Linked DNA regions of Sus scrofa: regions 2 and 3 are each linked to region 1. A link is a contact called in public HiChIP or PLAC-seq data. All regions are on one chromosome and are shown on one strand. Each heading gives the region's core, a stretch centred on a gene start, on an enhancer-like site or on the middle of the called end of the contact. The rest is flanking DNA. Distances are from core to core; before and after follow the strand shown. Region 1 overlaps SYN2 (synapsin-2). Region 2 holds the start of TSEN2 (tRNA-splicing endonuclease subunit Sen2). Region 3 has its middle 44 kb from the start of TSEN2.

Evidence for each region. HiChIP or PLAC-seq counts read pairs in DNA pulled down with a chosen protein or histone mark.
Region 2: an H3K27ac HiChIP or PLAC-seq map of alveolar macrophages shows a contact between it and region 1. The contact joins the promoter of TSEN2 here to the enhancer-like site in region 1. A contact is called at or near these places in 2 of 5 promoter capture datasets (fetal skeletal muscle and liver), 22 of 47 Hi-C or Micro-C datasets (adipose tissue, alveolar macrophages, brain and 13 more) and 2 of 2 datasets of contacts at active chromatin or transcription factors (alveolar macrophages and skeletal muscle).
Region 3: a contact with region 1 is called in an H3K27ac HiChIP or PLAC-seq map of alveolar macrophages. The contact joins two enhancer-like sites. A contact is called at or near these places in 1 of 47 Hi-C or Micro-C datasets (embryonic fibroblasts) and 2 of 2 datasets of contacts at active chromatin or transcription factors (alveolar macrophages and skeletal muscle).

The regions. Positions count from the first base shown.
Region 1 is chr13:68,163,956-68,168,782 of Sscrofa11.1, reverse strand. All of the region lies in intron 2 of SYN2 (synapsin-2), which reads right to left. Among named protein-coding and RNA genes, the nearest start is that of TIMP4, 25 kb to the left of the region's middle. Within about 2 kb of position 2,627, at least 5 of the 83 cell types and tissues checked have an H3K27ac peak or open chromatin away from gene starts, as enhancers often do. A contact at or near this core is called in adipose tissue, alveolar macrophages and retroperitoneal adipose tissue, where this site is marked.
Region 2 is chr13:68,478,777-68,483,603 of Sscrofa11.1, reverse strand. It overlaps TSEN2 (tRNA-splicing endonuclease subunit Sen2), which reads right to left and starts at 2,862. Exons shown (of 13, transcript XM_003132372.6): 1 at 2,773-2,862; 2 at 510-595.
Region 3 is chr13:68,434,592-68,439,418 of Sscrofa11.1, reverse strand. No RefSeq gene overlaps it. Among named protein-coding and RNA genes, the nearest start is that of TSEN2, 44 kb to the left of the region's middle. Within about 2 kb of position 2,573, at least 11 of the 83 cell types and tissues checked have an H3K27ac peak or open chromatin away from gene starts, as enhancers often do. A contact at or near this core is called in alveolar macrophages, where this site is marked.

The sequences.
Region 1 (4,827 bases), core at 1,378-3,877:
AAGGAAGAGACATAGCTTTTACTGATATTGGCACACTGCCCCCCATCCAAGAAAATGATTATATCATTTTCCAGTGTTTGAAAGCTTGAGAAAGTTACTTCACTTCCCTTGGTTACCCCCACCTCCCCCATAGTCCCCTGCATAGGCTGGGCACAGAGAAGGTGCTTAGTAAGGACTTTGAGACTGCCAATCTTGTCAAATCAATCCAATTCACAGCTAAACAGATCCCAAGATGTACATCCTTGAAGCCCAGACTAAAAATATCTATGGTGCCTGTGTTGTCAATTTCCCCCTATTGTAACATTTTCTTAACAAGACTAGCAGCTGAGGATCTATGTGAGTTTAATGGCTTGCAGCTTCCTTGATCCACCAGGCAATGAACCATCTCCCCTTACTGCTAAAATGAGTAGAGGCTTCTGTATTTAACTCTTCTGACTCAAGGCACAGACTACCCACAGCAATTCCCATCCACCAGTCAACTAGGGCTCATGAAGCTGAGGAGACTTCATCAGAGATTTTTCTGCTAAGGTTGCCTCAAAACTTGGCCCATATTGGTAAGCACAGCTTAAACACTCCCTCTTCATGCTTCGGAAAAGGCAGAAAAGTCTAGAAATAGCCAGGGTAGCTGAGTTCAGGCCTAGTTTGACCATTTCTCAGCTACGTGACTTTGGGCAAGTAACAGCCTCTCTAAGCCTCAGTTTTCTCATATAAAAAATATGTCTAATAATGATTTTAATAATAATAGCAAACATTCATTACATACTAACCATTGTCCTAAGTATTTTATATATTTTATCTCATTTAATAATACTTGACTCTCAAGTTGTTGTGAAGACTTAATGAAGGCATATGAGAACAAATGATAGGAAAGTGTATTGGAAACTCTGAAATGTTATGCAAATGTGAAGTACTATTGGCAAAATGCAATAAACATTTATACACCAGGTATTACCGTTGTTTTACTATTACCACAGCCAGCGTGGCTTCTTCCTCTTCTGAACATTCATCCCATTTTTTGTCTACTCATAATATTTGGCTCATAGCATCACCATCTGATACCACCTTACAAACTCAGTTGTCTAAAAAAAAAATCTGTGATACCCTTCCCCCACCCTAGCCTCAGACCAATGGATTATGTAACAATACTTCGGAGCAAGAACCACCCATATGAGAGTCCTGGATTTTCCAACATTTTTGATTTTAAATATTATGTCCTGTTGTCATATTATATGGTCTAAGGACTGTACAAATATGATCATCAAATCTATAAATTTCCAACCGTTCCTCAAACTGTGTACTTATTCACAATCAGGCTTTGCTTATTGACTGGAAATGTTAGGAGTGATGGTTGTGGCTGAACACATGTAGAAAATCAGAAGAGGCTGCCCTCAGGACTGAGCCGTCTTCTTCCTTCTTGCATGTGCATGGCCCAGGGTGTCATGGTTTTTTTTTTTTTTTTTTCTCTTCTTCCCCACATGAAAATCTGTTCTCAATCTATATCCAAACTAAAAGACCTATAAACAGCACAGAGTGTAGATCTTCCCTGGGTGCCTGAGGCTTGCACAAGAATCAGAACCTCAAGCTAGAAGATAAAAGCACCAACAGTGTTCCCAGTAAATACCTAGCACTGGTCTGGACATTTATCTCTAACAAGGTTCCCTAGTTTCTAGATATTATTGCCTATAACTCCTATTCTTTCAGCCAAGCATCTGTAGGCATCAAGAAGTTAGAAAAGAAGCTAGAAATAGTAGAGGATTCCTATTTCCCACCCTGCACTCAAAGGGTAAAATCAGGCCTGCCAGTCTTGGGGAGAGTTTGTGAGCGCCTGGCGCCACCCCCTGGCAAGATGTGTGCTGCAGACAGGCTGTAGCCCCAGCTCGCTCACCCATGGAGCCGACTTCGCTGCACGGGTGATTCTCTCCAGGTACTTATTTGCTGCTCTGACAAACCAAGCCTGAAAATTAACTATTGCTTCTAAAAAGTGTGTGTCCCCACACCCAAATCTAGATTGTTGGCTTTTTTTCCAACTGTAGAAAGAAAGGCTGTGATTTGTCTGTAAATTCAGCAATAATTTACTAAATACCCAGTGGAAGATGCTGGAAACGTAGTAGTTGCCAAGCAGAGAAAACACGTCCAGAAAAGGAGACCAATATGCTTATGGGTAATTTGCTAAGGTCCTTTTTAACTCGATATTTATAACTAGTATTCACAGTCCTACCTCTCAATATTCTCCTTTAAAAAGTATTTAATGCCCACAACTAAAATAATAGCAACAAAATTTCATAGAGCTCAGAAAGATTTAAAGTGCAAACTAAGTTTCCTCTGCCTTCATGAATGTTACAAGTTAGCAGGGAGCAGAAACATAAATAAAATCCCAGAACATAAGGCATAAGATGCATTAGGAGTGTGGACACTACACTGTAGGAACCCAAAAAAGGGAAATCTCTGCCTGGAGAAGTCCAGGAAGGCTCCAGAGACAGACCTGAGTCTTAAAGAATGAGGGGGACTTTGCCACAGAAGAAGGAGAAAGCAGAATTGAAAGGCCAGTGCCAAGGCACAGAGGCTGCCTGAGCACTGAGCACTGAGCACTGCACAGCCCAGCTGCCTTGGGAGTAGGTCACACAGACTGAGAAGCCAGAGCTGAGGCAGCGGAGAAAGGGAAGGGACAGACTGTCAAAGAATATCAAATGTCAGGCTGAGTAGGTGGGACATAACAGCTTCCAAAAGACCTTTTTTTAATCTTTTATTATGAAAAAAATACATCCTCAATAGTTTTCAACATTTTGCAAATGTTTTTCATTTATTATTCTCACTGTTGTTGAGACTATTGGGTGTGCTAAAGAAAATCCCAAATATCATGTCATTTCTCTTGTAAAATTTTAAGTAATATCTCTAACTTACAATGGCTTAAAATTTTTTTTATTGTGGCCAAATATATAACAAAATTTGCCATTTAAACTATTTTCAAGTGTAAACTCAGTGGCATTCAGTACATTCACAATGTTGTGCAACCAGCAACACTATTTCCAAAACTTTTTCATTATCTAAAACAGAAACTATGTAACCATTAGGCAATAACTACCTATTCCTCCCTTCCCCTAGCCCCTGTAACTTCTAATTAACTTCTCTCTCTTTCTCCCTCTTTTTTTTGGGGGGGGGAGGCAATTAAGTGTTTATTTAAAGAGAGAAGAGTGAGAAGATAGGTGCGGGGAAAATACAGGCACAGACAGGCTGGGTCAGGGTCAGGGATGGAAAGGGAGAGAGAGACAGAGAGGAAGAATGTAATTTACTTCTCTTTATGGATTGCCTATCCTAGGGTGATGAGTCTTTAATAATTATTATTATTTAATAATTAATAATAATTTAAAGTATCTTTACTGAGTTGATAATCAAATTTTCCCAACTGTTTCCCAAAACATTGTCAAAGATTTTACGTGGAAAGGTGACATAATCGGATGTGCCTAAGATCTGAGAGACCACTTTGTCTGGGACATAGAAATGAGTAGAGGGAGCCAACCAGGAATCAAGAGCATTTGGGAAGCTGGTGCTGTAACTAGACTAAAGGACTGCTGTTTACTAGTACATGGCAAACCAGTAGCTACTGCATAACACCCATCAGGCAACTCAATTGATCATTTGATTGGTTAGGCCTAGAAACTTTGAAGATAACTGGGAAATGATAGTGATATTAAAAATAGGCTTTAGGAGTTCCCATAGTGGCTCAATGGTTAACGAATCTGACTAGCATCCATGAGGATGCAGCTTAGATCCCTGGCCTTGCTCAGTGGGTTAAGGATTCAGCATTGCCCTGAGCTGTGGTGTAGGTGGCAGATGCGGCTCGGATCCCGCATTGCTGTGGCTATGGCGTAGGTCAGCAGCTACAGCTCTGATTCGACCCCTAGCCTGGGAATCTCCATATGCCTCGGGCATGGCCCTAAAATAAAAAAGAAAAAAAAATGGCTTTAATTGAGTGATACAAAGACATCCCCTACAGATGTTCTGGAACAAAGACAAAAATGAGACCTAATATAGGTAGGCCTTACATTGGTAAAAGGGTTCTTAACTCAAATCTAATTCATGAAGCATAAAACTTTCTTTTAGTACACCGAGAAATGTCTGTTATGGGTAACTGGTTTAGGAATAAGAAAAAAAAGAATAGGAAGAAGTGACCACTTTTCTGGATAAAGGCAACATGCTGGTCCTTGATGTTATTAATTCAGTGATTAAGTAGTTAAATCAAATTCGCTGTAACTAAATTATTTCTAAGATAAAAAGCAAGCTGCATGGTGTCTTAGTTAACATTCACATAAATGATCTGGAAGAGAATGCATGGGGAAACTGCCAAGTTTGCAGATGGCATTCAGCTTTTCCAGGGATTAAAATGCCAAGTTGATTAGGGATAAAGTGAAAGAAGATGTGGACGTGGGCAGAAAAGTGGCAGAGGAGTTTTAATGTGACTAAGTGTAAGAAAACATATTCAATGGGAAATGATTTTATCAGGGTATCATGAGTGTTCAATTACAATCCAGAAAAGAACATGAAATGACAGAAAATTGTTTCCTTAAGTCCTGTGAGATGTCACAGACAAAACACAAAAAGGTTAAGAGAGTGAAAAGCAAAAAAAAAAAAAAAAATGTTGGTTATCATCAGAAAGTTTATTGGAAATTCAACATAAAGGGTTTCCTATACTCTGACCTCATCTCATACAAGACATAGTACTTTCATGTTTGTGATACAGCATACCTCAACACAAATGACATGATGAAAGTAGAAATGGCCCACAGAAAAACAGAACAAAATGAAAAGGCTCTGATTTTTAGCAAAATC
Region 2 (4,827 bases), core at 1,613-4,112, 310 kb before region 1:
CCAGAGCCACAGCAATGTGGGATCCGAGCCACATCTGTGACCTACACCACAGCTCACGGCAACACCAGATCCTTAACCCACTGAGCAAGGCCAAGGATTGAACCTGAAACCTCATGGTTCCTAGTTGGATTTGTTAACCACTGCGCCACAACAGGAACTCCAAGAAAAGCTGTTTTAATCTGCCTAGCTTGTTTAGGATTTTCCCTTTCAGATGGCTGCTACTACAAAAAAAAAAAAAAAAAAAAAAAAAAAAGGTAAGAACCAGTAATGACACTGAAGGCAGGAACTCTGTACTCCAACCCCAGTCTGTGTGATAGAAGGTTTCTGCCACAGAAGATGCCTTGTTTTTCACAAAACCTCAAAAGCTGGGATCTAGTGTCAGCTCTGTACATGGGACAACACACACATCAAGAATTTGGCTGTAGTAGGCCTTCCATATATGCAAAGCTGCTATCATGACCACGTGACCTTAACAACCCTCGTAGGCTCCCTGAACCCAGTTTCATTACCTTCAAATTGAACAGGACTAGAAAACAGTCTGGAAGTCACTCAAATGTTAAACACTGAATAATCATATGATCCAGCAATTCCACTCCTAGAGAAAAAAGAAATCATGCTCAAACAAAAATTTGTACATGAATGTTTACAGCAATATTGTTTATAACAGTCAAAAAGTAGAAACAACCCCAAAGACTATCAATAGATGAATGGATCAACAAAATGTGCTGTATCCACATAATGGGATATTATCAGCAATTAACAAAGGAATGAAGCCCTGACGCCTGCTTCATGAACCTAGAGAGCATTACCTTGAGAAAAGCCAGTCACAAAGGACCACACATTGTATAAGACCATTAATATGAAATGCCCAGAACAGGCAAATCCAAAGAGACATAAAGTCGATTAGTGACTGCCAGGTGCTGGGGCAAGGGAGGTATGGGGAGTGACTGCCAACAGGTATGGGGTTTATCCTGAATATGATGAAAACGCTTTAAAATTAGATTGCAGGGATGGTGATGATGCATAACTCTGATATACTGAAACTGCTAAACTGCACATTTTACAGGGGTGAATTTTATGATACATGAATCATCTCTCAATAATGCTGAAAAATATCAGTAAGACAAACCAGAAGATCTCTAGTTTCATAGTTTCATGGAAGAGATGTCTTGTGCAGAACTTGGAAGGCAAAGCAAAGGAGAAAGGTTTGAGTTTGCTAGTCTCCACATTTTGAAAGGTTTCTTCAGCACCATGATAGGAGAACAGCCTAATGGGAGATTTAACACAATGATAGGAGCTCACCATCACCAAAAGGTACAACATGCTGACTGTACCACATGCCAGCCACACGCCACATACATGGGTACTACCATCCTTACTTCACAGACTAGGAAACAGAGGGGGCAGGTCATTTGCCCACAGCTATAACATGAAAGGCCAGGACGGCAGGGACACAGGGCATGGTAAGATAGACTAACAAAAGGACCCATGACTGAAGCACATACAAATGTTTAGGAAAGACTGGGCCAGTGGTCAGGTGGGATGTGAAGGCTTGGGCCCAGTGCAAGTTTTTCAGCAGGGAATGAAAACAGCAAAGATTAAGAAAATTAACCTGGGGTCTGAAAATTAACTGCAGCTCTCAAGCTTGGCTGCCTTTGAATCACATGGGGAAATTTTGAAACTCCAGGACTTAGCTGCAACTACATCAGAAAATCTGGGGTAGGACCCAGGTGATTTCAACATGGAGCTAAAGTTGGCAACCTCTGGTGATAGGATGGCCTATTCAAACTCAATCCCAACAACCATCCCCATTGTGAAGGTGAGGAAAGGAACTCAGAAGGGCTGAGTGCTATGTACCTGTAAAGGGCTGTTACTTTTCCTTTCCCAAACCTGGGCATACTGACTCCAGGCGTCCATACCGTTAAGTATATTTACTTTTCTATCAAAAGCAATGCTTGTTCCTAATCTTCCCTTGAGCAGACAAGCTAACACCTTTTAGGTGTTCAGTATACGTTTATTCCAAACAAAACAAAATAAAACGAGTGGGGGAGTAGCTTCATTTAATTTTTCCAACCCTCTGGGCCGACTTTGCTAAACCAGCCTGGTTAAAACCTCCCACCCAGCAAAGTTCAAAGTCTCCCAATTAAAAAACCTCCAAATAAGTACCTCCTAGGCTAGGAGAGGCAAGGATTAAAGGGGCAAGGCAAACAAGCCTGCTTCTGGGAAGCTTTCAAGTTAGAACACGAGACTAAGACAGGTAAACAAACAGCAGACCTGGGAAGGCTGTTGTGAGGATGAAACGGGTGACTGTGCAAAGGAACCTGGTACTGGACCTACTACGTGTAAAGTGCTAGCCAAATGCAAGCTGCAACTGCAGCTAATGACCAAAGTGGTAAGTCCGTGACTCGCTGTTACAACGTATTCCTTTGCTGGTTTCCTTCCCAGCGGCTAAGGCTCCTCTCGGGCAGAGCCAGTATCGAAGTCCGACGCCCCCAGCACAGGACGTGGAGTCAGAGCTCCCAGAAAGAACACAAAAAACAGGGCTACAGGTACAAGAAGAAGGAGGAAAAGGGCTAATTCCGGTTGAAGTAGGAAGGCTGGCCCCTCAGCCCGGCCGTCTGGTGCGGCTGTGCGACCGGAGGAACGTCTCTGGGCCGTTTCCGCTTTCGCCCTGGGGGTTTTCGGAAAACAGGACGTCTCTCCCCAAGGCGGATCCCTCAGTATGCAGCTCAGCTTCCCGGGACACCAGCGGCTCCCAGTCCCGCGCCTTACCTTCCTGGGCCACATGCGATCGCCGTTACCCCGGTAACGCCAGCTGGCGGTCGGACACCACTGCCGTCAAGCAGTGCGGCCGCAAAGCGGGACAGCTGCGCAGCCGCAGAGCACGGGGGAGGACTCACCGGGTCTTTGTAGAGCGCACCTGCGCAGAGCCTTAAGGCGGGTGCTTTGTGTGTACCGCATGCCCTTCACCGCATGTCCTCTTTCCTGCACACACCGTGATTGTACTGACAGCCTCAGTATATACATGCTGTTCTCATCCCCACAATAGTCCCGCAAGATCTGTTTTAACAGATGAGATCGAAGTTACATGTCCATATACACATAACTGGGAGGTATTGGAGTTAGAGAAATATGACAAAAATGGAACCCAGGTCTTCAGATGTCGGTTCTCAGCCGCGGGGCGATGGGATGCTTGAGACGACCGGACTTGAAATGACCCCAGCCCTGGTAAGCAATTCCTCTGAACTCAGCCTGCAGACTTCAGCTTTCTCCATGCTTTTAAGTGCAGCACGCAGGGAAACCTGTAAGAAAGTGCCCTCTCGCAGACACCTGACTCAAAGCCACTGTGGGCACAATAGGCCGGCAGTTAGACCAGTATTTGCAGCCCTACCCCGCCCCCCACCTCCTCACCCTGTCACCAGCTGTGTGGTCTCCAATGAGTGACTTAATCTTTCTGAGCCACAATTTCCTCTACTGAAAAAAAGGGTCGTCAGGATTATGAGGGATGAGCAAAACGACAGTGCCTTGGGAAGAGTAAAAGATTCTCCTGACCAGGAGGCTTGGTAGGGAGTCCAATATATACCTTTCCACATATGAATCCCAGGGTCCCCAGCACACAAACCATGAGTGCAAGGCGGGTAGGTGACAGGGAAGGATGGCAAATAATGCCAGAGAGATTTAAGGGGCTAGGTGTGACAGGCCTTGAAATCTGGACTTTTCCCAGCTTTCTCTGGTCTCCAGGGCTTCCCACACACTGTTGCCACTTCCTGGAACATCTTTCTCCTCTGTCTGCAGCAGTGATTCCTGGTCACCCTACAAGTCTCAACTCAGATACCTTTTCCTCAGGAGACCTCCTCTTGCCTCCCCATGCTGGCTTGGGTGACTGTCCCCTGTGTTCTCATGATAGTTGGGGGAACTCTGTGTTGTCCCCGTTCCCTGGTCCTCCTTAACTGGACTGTGAGCTCCTGGTAGGAAGAGCTCAAGATGTGGTATTCTGTGGCTGGTCAGCCTGTAGGAACCTTAACTGCTCCCTAAAGGAGTTCAGACTTCAGAGAAATCAAAATCAGAATTAGCTTCAGCAGGAGTTCCTGTCCTGCTTCAGTGGTAATGAACCCGACTAGTATCTGTAAGGACTCGGGTTTGATCCTTGGCCTTGCTCAGTGAGTTAAGGATCTGGCACTGCCATGAGCTGTGGTGTAAGTTGCTGATGTGGCTCTGATCCCGTGTTGCTGTGGCTGTGGTGTAGGCCGGTGGCTACAGCTCTGATTGGACCCCTAGCCTGGGAATTTCCATATGCTGCAGGTTTGGCCCTAAAAAGACAAAAAACAAAAGAAAACAAACAAACCAAAAAACCCAACAACAACAAAACACAAAAAACTTCAGCAGTAGAGCCTTGAAGAAAAGGGAGAACTTCAGCAGGGTGCACAGAACAGTGATAAGGGGATGGAGTGGGGAGGGAAGAGAGCTGGAGGGAGGCTGTGATATTGCACCAGAACATGCCAATTTAGGCTTTAGAATTGGAAGGTTTTAAAAATGAAAGGGAACTCAGAGGTTGTCCAGTTCAACTTCCTTATTTAACTGATAAGAAAAAAGGCTCAGGAGTTCCCGTCGTGGCGCAGTGGTTAACGAATCCGACTAGGAACCATGAGGTTTCGGGTTCGGTCCCTGCCCTTGCTCAGTGGGTTAAGGATCCGGCGTTGCCATGAGCTGTGGTGTAGGTTGCAGACGCGGCTCGGATCCCGTGTTGCTGTGGCTCTGGCGTAGGCCGGTGGCTACAGCTGTGATTCAACCCCTAGCCTGGGAACCTCCATATGCCGCGGGAGGGCC
Region 3 (4,827 bases), core at 1,324-3,823, 270 kb before region 1:
TGTGGACGAGGAGCCAGAGGACCACAGTTTTTCAACACTAGCAGAAAGCCACTTGGATCCTCCTGGAGCCCAGCCCATGGCACTAAACAGATCTCAGGAATGACCTTCTCCTGGGAACTTTTGGCCTGGAACATATTTACAAAACTCCAGAGAGGATGGAAATATCCTAACCCACTCCCTACAGACCCAAATTAGCAATTTTCTTATTCTTTATAACCCCTCTGGAAATGCAAACTATGTAATATTAGTCTAAAATTAGGAGCCTAAGTCACAAGAGAAAAGTCCCACTACTTTTGGAGAAAATGTTTTCCTAACCTCATCCCGGCATTTGTTCTAAATCAGAACTTAGCAGTTGTCTTTCAAATAATTATTTTCTCCTAGGACTTATCAACTGAGGGGCAGAATGCTTGTGAGAGGACAGATTTTTACTGTACTGTCAAAGGATGAAATCCAATCTCTTTACCTGGCTTTGAATCTAGAGGATATTCAAGTAAGGCCCAGAATACATGAATAAGAAGAGCCTGTTCTGTGGACCCAGGATGATGTCTAAAATGAAGGGCCCTTTAATAATCACAACGGCAATGTTATCTGTAGCCAACACGGACTGACTGGTTGAGATGTGCCAGGAAACTATGTGAAGTGTTTTACAACCATTATTACATTTAATCCTCATGATAACCCTATAAAATGGGTATTATTATCCCATTTTACATAGGAGAATAATTAAGGTCTAAAGAAGTTAAAAGACTGACCAAAAGCCATGTGGTTATGGAGCCAGTGGGCAGTGGAGTTAGAGTTTTAACCCAAATCAACCTAACTCTAAAGTCCACATGAGGCTGTTGCCTCTCTTAATATCTGCACTTCCAAGTGCCCAACAGTCCCAGGTGACTTATATAAGAATCTTTGGATTGTCACCATAATCACTCTCAGGACTTGGTTATATCATTTTTCTTTGCTTCCCAATGCAGATACTCACACTATCATCCTGTTGGTCTGTTTGAGATTCTCTTATCAAACTGCCATCCCCTCATGGCGCTGTCAGTGTTGCTAAGAGTACATGTGTAATTTAACACCTTGGAGTAAATTAATCCTAGACTCCTAGGACCTTGGGCATCTTGCTTAACTTCTTCTTCTTCTTCTTTTTTTTTTTTTTTGGTCTTTTTAGGACCGCACCTTTGGCATATGGAAGTTCCAGGCTAGAGTTGGATCGGAGCTGCAACTGCCAGCCTACACCACAGCCACAGCACCGTGGGATCCCAGCCGTGTCTGCGACCTACACCCCAGCTCTCGGCAAGGCCGGATCCTTATCGCACTGAGCAAGGCCAGGGGTCAAACCCATGTCCCCAGAGATACTAGTTGAGTTTGTTACAGCTGAGCCACAACGGGAACTCTTTGCTTAACTTCTTTGATCCTTAGGGTTTCATCTGCTGTTTGAGTTGGTCGGTTCCTTTGAACCCTAATTTTCTAGAATTTCATGACAAATACAAATGGGTGCGGATGTGTAGGTGCTGACACATGGGGTGGAAATGACCTTGCCATTGAGGCAGAGGGACTCTGTGGTGAGGGGGATGTGAGGCCCTGGCACCTAGGACTGGGAGGGCATGGACAGTGATGGGGAGCGTGGCAGGGTCCTTTAGCTGCCCAAAAGCTTGTCACCTGACCCCGGGAACTCGGTGAGTCAGAACCTCTGGGCGCAGGAAGAGCGTGTGGTATGTGTGACCCCAGGGGCAGAGCTGGGCGGATGAGATGGAGATCAACCTGGGGGTTTGGAAAGGGAGAGCTTCCCGTGCCTGCAGGCAGCTGTTCCACGGTCATTTGGCCATTGGAAGCACTGGAGAGGGGATGTGACTCTAAGAGGGGTTTTCCAAAATGCAAATTTGGTCATGTCCCTCTTCTGTCTGACAACCTCCACTGGATCCCTATCGCCGATGAATATGGTCCCAGGCAGCAACCCAGTGGGGTGAGTGAGGCTGTCCCAACCCCACCCTGACTTGGCCACACTCCCATTGCATCCCCTTGCCAGGGCAGCCATCCTTAACCTCTCGCTGGTTTCTGAGCAAGTTCTGCACTGTCACACCTCTGTGCCTCCTCCAAGGACCCTGTTGCACATCTCTAAGCAGCTCACTGGCTGAGTCATGACAATGCATCTGCTCTCATCAGCACACTGTGGCCCCCTCGAGGACAGGGCCTAGTCACACCCACCTTCCCATGGAGGCACACAGTTGATGAATGAGGTGGGATTTGATGTCTTTTACTCCTAAGGTCCGGCTATTTTACTTTCTTCCAATAAGCATTAAATGGAGGGCTTCCTTTGTACAATCACAGGGTGAAGGCTGGGGCTAGACAGAGAGTGACAGTGATAATTATGTAACAGAGACAGCCAGGAGTCAGGGACCCACAGCCAGCATGTGGAGGGGTGTGGAGGCTAGGAAGGTGGCTCCTTAGTGCAGCAGGCACCGTGGTCCCTTTGTCTCAGAACCCAAACTCTTCCAGCAAAGTCTGCAGGAATTGGGGAAGGAGGAAGCATGGGTGCCCTCCTCCTGAACTCTGGTTCCTTTACTCAGGACTGAGAACTGAAATCAGCTTTCTCAAGGAGGCCCCACCCCCTGCCCAGCTCCCCTTGACTGTGTCTGTGGTTCCAGGGGTCTGAGCTCGGAAGCCATCTCTCCTAAAGAGTCAGGGAGCCTACATTTTCAGGGCCAGGGTCAGGACTCACTTCAGGAACCTGACTTTTTCCAAGGGAACAGATATCTGGGGACCAATCTCCAACCCCTCTCACTCCTGCCCCACTTTCTCAGCACCAACCGCAGGAGACACGGAGCAAGTCGAGGCCTGCTCACAGGAAGGATTTGCCTGGTAGCCTCGAGGGAGCCGAGCAAAAGTTGCTGGAATCCAGGAACCACTAAGTGAACCTACACAGCTGTCCTGCTGCCCTTGGCAGAGCTGGTGTCGCCAACCCCTGGTTTCTCCCCTGCAGCTTGTGAGGAAGCCTCTGCATGGAGGCAGCAGCCACGCTTCTCAACCGGAGTTCTTACCCAAGAGCCCCTGTCCTCTTGGTCCTCACCATTTTTTTCCTTTTTTGGCCATCCCGAGGCATATGGAGCTCCCGGATCAGGGATCAGATCTGAGCCGCAGTTGCCACCTAAGCCACAGCTGCAGCAATACTGGATCCTTAACCCACTGTGCAGGGCCAGGGATTGAACCTGCAACCCAGTGCTCCCAAGATGCCACTGATCCCATTGTGCCACAGTGGGAGCTCCCTCACTCACATTTTAAAAAGAAGCTCTTAACTCAGGTCCCCCATTTCTGCTTGTATCTAGAGAAAGAGTGTGCAGATATGCTTTCTTCTCTGGGCGCGCTGCTGTTCCTGCGCCCCATGGACAGCAGGGAGATGGGAGAGGAGTTGGGTTGTCTTTAAGGGAGGCGCTGGGGGCAGGACCCTCGTGGGAGCCTTGGAAACCCCCCTCCCTTTTTTGTTTGGCTCTTGACCACAGTTACTTTTCTTCCTATTTTTGTTAACACAAATCCCTAAGTGTGTTTGTGTCCGGAGAAAGTGCTATGAATACCTGGTGATACATTTGTTGATTAACTGGTGAATCATCCAGGGGGAAAGAGAGTCCAGAGAACGGAGCGGGAGCTCTGGAGGCTGCACATGATGTGTCGTAAAATATTTAGCGAATGATCGTCCAAACCACAGGGAAAAAGTCGGGGAGATGGGAATGTGAAAGCTGCCAGGATTTAAAAGCTGTTTAATGCTAACCATCAGTGCCAAAGAGCTGAGAGCGGCTCCCTTCCTCCCTGCGCTGGCAACGACAGCTCCCAGAACATGAAGAAGGTTTGGACTGGCTGCAGCGTGCTGAAAGGTTCTTTGTTCCAGCCCTCTTGTAAACAAGGGATCTCCTCAGAGGTGGGATCCTCACCTTGTCCACTGCCTGCACCCTCTTGCTCTCTCAACATCCCCGGAAGATAAACTCTCCACGTGGAAGAGCAACGAAGCCAGATGTGTGGATGTTTCAAACTATGCTGCTGTTTGACATCAAGGAAGGAAGAGCCCTATGCTGTACTGAATTGGTCACTTTCCTTGCCCACATTCTGATGTCACTTAGACAACGACCTCAGTCCGATGGTCCCCAATAAGGTGGTTGTGCCTGTGGTTCTAGAGGTTTGAGCTCAGGAGCTGTCTTTTCTAAAGGGCTAGGGATCCTGCAGGTTTGGGGCTAGGGTCGCGACACACTTCTGTAAACTGAGATCTGTTTATCTGGGGGTAAAGGACGAAAAGGTCTTTCTTGATATTTTGGCTTGAAAACCTCAAATGTAAGGTTATGTCCTTCTCAGTACCAAAGCCACGAGGAGAGAGAAAATGCAGGGAGAAGCGGAAGGGAGATCATTTAGGTTGGTGGAAACAAGCAAGTGAGACCTCAGCATGGTTTGCTTACGAGGACTTCCTGGAAGTTGCCATGTGTGTTCATGGATAAGCAATGCTAATGAACTTTGTGGCATCAAGCAACAAATCTATTAATTGTGCCAAGAAGATTCCTGCTTTGAGGGACCATGTCATCTAGTTGCTGGGGAGGCTGGCCTCCCCTAAACGGATAATTAGGCTTTGAGATTGGAAAAGTCAGAGCTTCCTGGGCAAAGTGGTCCCAAGAAGGAAGGCAGGAAGATGTACAGCAAAACTGCTTGAGACCAGAACATGGCCCTTCTCCCTCACTCATGTTTTGCTTTGCTTTTGTTTCCTTTTGCTATTGTTTCTGTGGTTTTGCTTTCCTAGAATGTCTTCTCTCCAACTCTCTACCTATCTCAAGTAAAACGCATCCTTTGAGGCCC